Regions from separate parts of the Sus scrofa genome. Here region 1 is linked to region 2. A link is a contact called in public Hi-C data. All regions are on one chromosome and are shown on one strand. Each heading gives the region's core, a stretch centred on a gene start, on an enhancer-like site or on the middle of the called end of the contact. The rest is flanking DNA. Distances are from core to core; before and after follow the strand shown.

Region 1 (2,855 bases), core at 255-2,754, 130 kb before region 2:
CCTACCCATTCATCCATTCACTACTTTATCGTCACTCACCCATCCATTCATCTGCCCACCTATCTTCCTATCCATCCAGAATGTATCCAACCATCTACTTATCCATTCACTCATCATTTATTTATCCATCATGTATATCCACCTACCACCCATCCACCTAGCTGTCCAGCTGTATGTCCATCCTTGCACCCGTTCATTTATTCCCTTAGCTATCTTCCTTGAGGCCACCCCTCCCCCACTTCCCCCCAATGTATTTGGGCCCCACCCTGGCCTGGGCTCTGCTGACTTACAGATGAATGTGGCACATCCTCTGCCCCTGAGGAGCTCAGCCTGGTGGGAGACCTGCTGTAGACCCTACAGGGTCTACAGCTTGAGGGACAAAGAGCAGGGTGAGTGACGTGGGTGAGTGACGTAGCTGGGTGCCGAGGAAGCCCTGGGGCTCAGAAATGGGAAGTGCAGACACTCCAAAGGGACCTGGGGTGTGGGGAGGCTGCTGGGCAGGAAGTAGCTGATTTGCACAGCTTTCACGTGGAGTCCCAACGTGCTGTGTCCCTGAGTAGGAGGTGGTGTAGAGAGGGCACTAGTTTTCCCAGCACCTGAGGCTGAGAAAGCAGAAAGGCAGCTGAGCCAGAGGCCTGGAGGGAAGATGGACTGCTGTGTGCTTGGGGGGCTGGTGAGTGACAGCAGTGGCCAGACCCAGGTCGCATGGATAGGGAAGGCTGTGCTATAGAAGTGAGGTGGGGCGGAGGGTTCGAGGCTGTGAGGCAACCCCTATGGGAGCCATAGTCCCACTGGCCAGAGGTAGGCAGAGCCAGCACATGCATCATCCTCAGAGCATGCAGACCTTTCTCTTCTGATTAGGATGCAGGATGTCTGAGAACCAACTGTCTCCGGGCAGCTGCTGAGCAGATAGATATCAGTACTGAGCTGTGTCAGACCAGAAGCTCGGGAGCAGGCGTGGAGGACTCAGGGAGCTCTGGATGGCTGGGGGGCACCTGGACAGCCTGCTCACCCTCCCAGCCACTGCACTTCTAGCCCCAAAGCAGGCTTCTGTGTGTGGGTATGCACATGTATGTGTGGGGCAGGCGGGGGAGTGGAGGTGATCCCTGGCTTTTCAGCAGCTCTGAGACCCACTGGCTGGGTGTGCATCACGATGCCCATTCTACAGATGAGGGGAGGTAAACTGGCAACTTAATCAAGGTCAGGAGGCTAGTGAGTGGCACTAGGGGACCAGGTTCGCTGACTGGTAAACCTGAGCCCTGTGTGCCGTGCTTCAAGAGAGCAGCTGCTGGGTGGGCCTCTGCCTGCACTGGACCCCTGGGGAGGCCCAGGGAGTAAAGGGTGCCCTGATTCCTGGGGATGTAGAACCAGATGCAGGGAGAGAAGTCAGGTTGTGAGCAGGTTTTAGGAGGAGCTGTGTGCCTGGCACTTAGAGGGCTCAGGCACAGGGGCCTGACTGTATTCCTGGGGGTGGAGCCACTGACAGCTGATCCCTCATGGGCGGGAGAAACTGGGTCAAAGGCAGAGCTGGGAGAGAGCCCCGCAGAGCCTGGAGGAGGAGGAGGAGGAGAAGGAGAGAAGGGCAGGGGAGGAGAAGCCCATCGTCTGGTTTCTATTCTGCGACTGTGAACAGAGGCGTAATTGGCGTTTGGGAGAGCTGCTGGGCTGAGTTCAATCTGTAACAAGTCTTCTTCAATTTCCTCTCCTCAGACCCCGCACAGGCTTCTGAGATTGCTCTGCTTGATGCTAATGAGAGGACACGCATCCCTCATTCCCACAGACTAACCTCAGCTCCACTGGGCTCTGGTGTTCGGGGAGGGTGGACTGGGAGGGGGTGGGGCTGTGAGGGTCCTGGGGCCGTGAGCTGCCTGCTAAGCCTGCCTAAGCCAGGGACTCGCCCCAGCACGCCCCACCCTGTCACCGAGACACTGAGGACAACAGCCCCGTCACCAATAGCTGATCACCTGCCACGTGCCAGGCTGGACTACATGTCCCACCCATCAAGTCCTCAGAACATCCTATGAGGTTGGCTTTCTTGGACCCATTTGACAGGGGAAACTGAGGCTCAGACAAAGAGGGCCAGGCCTGAAATCATACTGTGAGTTCAAGGAGGAGTGAGGATTTGGGCCCACTCTGTTTGATGTCAAAGCCCATGCCCCTTCCACCATATCTGCTCCTTCCTGGAGTAAAGTAACACTCGGGAATCTGTGCAGGGACACTGTGACACCGGGCTGTTGGGAGGCTGAGCTCAGAGGGCAGGTGCATCACCCATGGTCACCACTGGGGGCGCCAACCTGCCCAGACTCAAGCAGGGTTCTTAAAGGGGACCTACTGGGCCCACAATGATATTCCCTACCTCGGAACAATCCAGACAGGGTACTGGCAGGAGAATCACCCCTTAAGCTTGGTGTGAGCACAGGCAGGAGAGGGATCTTGCACCCTCTGGAATGAGGCCCTTCTGGCACCAGTGGGGCTGGGCTTGTGATTTCAGGCCACACCTTTCCTGCTTCCATGCCTTCGTTTCCTTTTTTGTAAGATGATGAAATTCCCCAGGACTTTTCCTTTTCTCTTTCTTTACAGAGAATCACTGGTGCAGAGGGTGGGGAGTTTAGGTCTAGGAAGGAGATTAGACATTTCACCACATCCTCAGAACAGCCCAGAGTACATAGCAGAGCCCAGAGGGGGCACAACACTGGCCCAGAGTCACACAGCTGGGAAGGGAAGGGAAAGACAGGGCAGAGTGGACATGTGAATCCAGGTGTGTGACTCGAGTGTGAGGTTGGTCCATGCCAGCCGTGTTCTCACGACGGGGGTGGTCGAAGAGCCTCAGGCAGTCAGCCTTCACCTACCATCAC
Region 2 (2,916 bases), core at 304-2,803:
TTGTCCTAGGTTGGGGCACATCCCTGGGGACCAGGGATGGAGATAATGTTGTGTTACAGTTGTTAGGGGAAGTGGGGGGAAGGGAGGGAGAGAGAGAGATAAACCCCACAGTCTCTGGACCTTTCTTTGCTCCTGGCTGAGAAAGGAATGAGGCTCCTCCTCTCTCCTTCCTTAGGAGGGAAACAGGACATTTTGTCCCCTAAAGAAGCCAGCAATCCTTTTTTGCATAGACAGGACTAGTTATCAAAGCTTCCCCATAAGTGCAGCAATTTCTTATTCACAACTCTTCTTCGTGAGCCATACCCTGAATGCCTCAAAACACCAATCCAAAAACCATTTAAAACTCTTGAAAACTCCCTACCACTCCTTCCCCCACCCCGTCACTGCCACCAACTCAGAAGTCTAAAGTTTTGAGATTTATGTGTGAAAACAGCATTGCATAACCTCATGACTTGGGACAAGGAGATGCTTCTGGCCTTTTGGGAAAAACAAAATCCAACCGAAAACATAAAACTCAGAAGAAAACACCATCTCCCTCCAAACGCATTCCCTTGGCCTCAAAGTCACACGTGCTCTGTGGCAGATTCGGCTTTCAATGTGTCTTTTGTTTGATGCTGGTGCTTCAACATCTTCAACCTGAAGACAGAGGTCAGCACAAGGCTTGGGGCATTCACCAACCGCAGCACGAGGGCCAGGCAGCAGGCAAGTGGGAAGCCAGGAATTCCCCCCTACTCTGGATCCCCTCGAAAAGCAGCAAGGAGAGAGAAAATTAAGGGCTTGCTCCCCTTTTAAACTTCCCGGAGAGCCTAAAAGCAACTTTCAAACTCCCAGGACCATAACACAAATGCCAGCGAAGACCAGTCAGAATTCATCACCCACCAACACCCACCAAGCTGCCCATTCTCCAGCTACAGTGCCTGCCTCTTTATCTCTACCTTCAAGAAACAATAATAAGCAAACCCAGGTACCTCTGGGAACAGCCTCTGGCCTCCTGCCCTGCCCTGTGTAACCAGCCTGTCCTCATACCCACAAGAGAGGAGGAGACAGCACCGGTTATCCCTCTGGTCTACCAGGCTCTGTTGCCCGAGTTGCACCAGGGAGACAAACTGTTGCTCAAGAAAATCCTCCAGAAAACCCTTGGCACCAGGAAGCAGCTCCAGGCAGCTCCTGCCAAGCGCCAAGCCAGGGGCTTTCAGAGGCAGCTTCCCCCTGCCCTCTTAAATCTGTGAGGTTGGGCCCTGCTCTCCCATGCCCTGGGCTGTCCACCCAGGGGGCTCACAAATGGCCATGGCAGAGCTGAGAGGAAGAAAAGGCTGGCCGAGCAGTGCCCTCACTCTGCCAGCCCAGCCGCCAGCTTCTTGGAGGACCTCTGAGAGAACATTTGTTTGGGCTGCCAAGTTAAATCTTCCTCCCTCATGTCAGGGCATTGGAAAATCAGTCAGGGGGGAGGAGACGGGGAAGAGCGGGGGGAAGGAGCAGCGGGAGGGAGGCGGGAGGGAGGCAGGCGGGCAGCCTCTTGGAGACCCAGGTACTCCGGCGCTGCCTGCCCAGGAAGCTTGTGGCTCCCAGGCAGGCGCAGTCGGGACTCCGGACACCAAGCCGGGGCCGGACCGCCAGGCCTCCAGGCTCAGGCGCCGGCTGCCAGGCGCCCTCGGCCCCCGCCCAGGGAGAGGCCCTCGCTCTGTGCCCCACTAGAGGAGCGAGGTGGGAAGAGAAGGCAAGGGAGGAAAAAGTTTGCGGCAGGTAGAGGGCTAGGGCTGGGCGGCCCTGCCACGGGGCTGTCCCCCGGGGAGGGGTGGGGGGCCCGGGCCGGCTGCCCAAGCGCGCACCCGCCCGCCACCCTCCCGCTCGGGTTGTTTACATTCCTGGAGTGTCTTTTAAACCCGGGGCTGAGGCCGGCTCCCAGCCTTCTCCGGCGGCTCCGAGGCAGTCTCCCGTGAAAATCTGCTGGCGCACAATGGCCGGGAAGGCGGCCGCCCCTCGCCCGCGCCCCTGCTGCTCCGGGGCGGGGAGCCTGCCCTCCGCACCGCGCCCTCTCCTCGCCCGGCTGGCTTCCTGGACAGATGTCCCTAGCGAGGGGGCGACGCGCACCCGCTGCCCGCACCCCAGACGCCGAGGCCACGCTCCCCACTGTTTTCTCCCCAGCCCAGACGACAGGAATGCGAAACAAGCTTCCAGAGCCCGCCCACCACCCCAGCTCCAGCCCCGGCACGGCCCCCCAACCTCCGCCCCGGCCGGCCTCCCACTCCCCCGGGGCCGCCGCCGGCGGAGACGGAGAGGAAGAAAGAACACGGGGAAATTACTTTCGTATTTGCAACGCGCGCGCACGCACACACACACACACGCACATCTTCTCCCTGGGCTCCCCTCCTGGCCGGGGCAGCCCCAGCCAGGCTTCGGCCTTGGTGCCCCTTGGGCTTCTGAGACCTACATGAAGCCCCTACACACACCCCTTGGCGTTCCCCTATAGTACGGAGCGCCGCGTCTCGCCCGGCAATTCGCACACAAACAACTTAACCGCGCCCCCACTCCCATTTACAAAAGTGTGTGTTTTCCCTAGAAATTCAGATGCACAACTTAACACCATCATCCCTTGCCGCCCTGAAATCCGGCGCCTTCCCTGGCGGTTCTCCTACACACAGGCATTCAACTTCGCGTCTTCCCAAAGGAGACGAGGGAGACCGAGGTGATCCTACTCCCGTCCTTCCCTCCCTCCCTTCCTTCCTTCCCGAATCCCGGTCCTGCCCGGCCCCCGGGTGTACGGAACCACGGCTGTAGGCGCGCCGGCAGGAGGCGGGCACCAGGTCCGCGCGCGCACAACTGCACTCACGCCCCGTACACCCCAAGAGCCCCGGCCCCCATGCGCAGACTAAGCCGGCTCCGCGCAGCCCGACACTAGCGGGGCGCCTGGGCCTT

Evidence for each region. Hi-C and Micro-C count contacts between places; a contact is called where the count stands out from the background.
Region 1: a contact with region 2 is called in a Hi-C map of alveolar macrophages, with 3 times the contacts expected there. The contact joins the enhancer-like site here to the promoter of ZMIZ1 in region 2. A contact is called at or near these places in 4 of 5 promoter capture datasets (fetal liver, fetal skeletal muscle and liver), 20 of 47 Hi-C or Micro-C datasets (adipocytes, alveolar macrophages, brain and 11 more) and 2 of 2 datasets of contacts at active chromatin or transcription factors (alveolar macrophages and skeletal muscle).

What each region holds. Positions count from the first base shown.
Region 1 is chr14:81,536,605-81,539,459 of Sscrofa11.1, reverse strand. All of the region lies in intron 5 of ZMIZ1 (zinc finger MIZ domain-containing protein 1), which reads right to left. Among named protein-coding and RNA genes, the nearest start is that of TRNAK-UUU, 63 kb to the left of the region's middle. Within about 2 kb of position 1,504, at least 16 of the 83 cell types and tissues checked have an H3K27ac peak or open chromatin away from gene starts, as enhancers often do. A contact at or near this core is called in alveolar macrophages, brain, retroperitoneal adipose tissue and 1 more, where this site is marked.
Region 2 is chr14:81,407,704-81,410,619 of Sscrofa11.1, reverse strand. It overlaps ZMIZ1 (zinc finger MIZ domain-containing protein 1), which reads right to left and starts at 1,553. Exons shown (of 26, transcript XM_013983374.2): 1 at 1-1,553.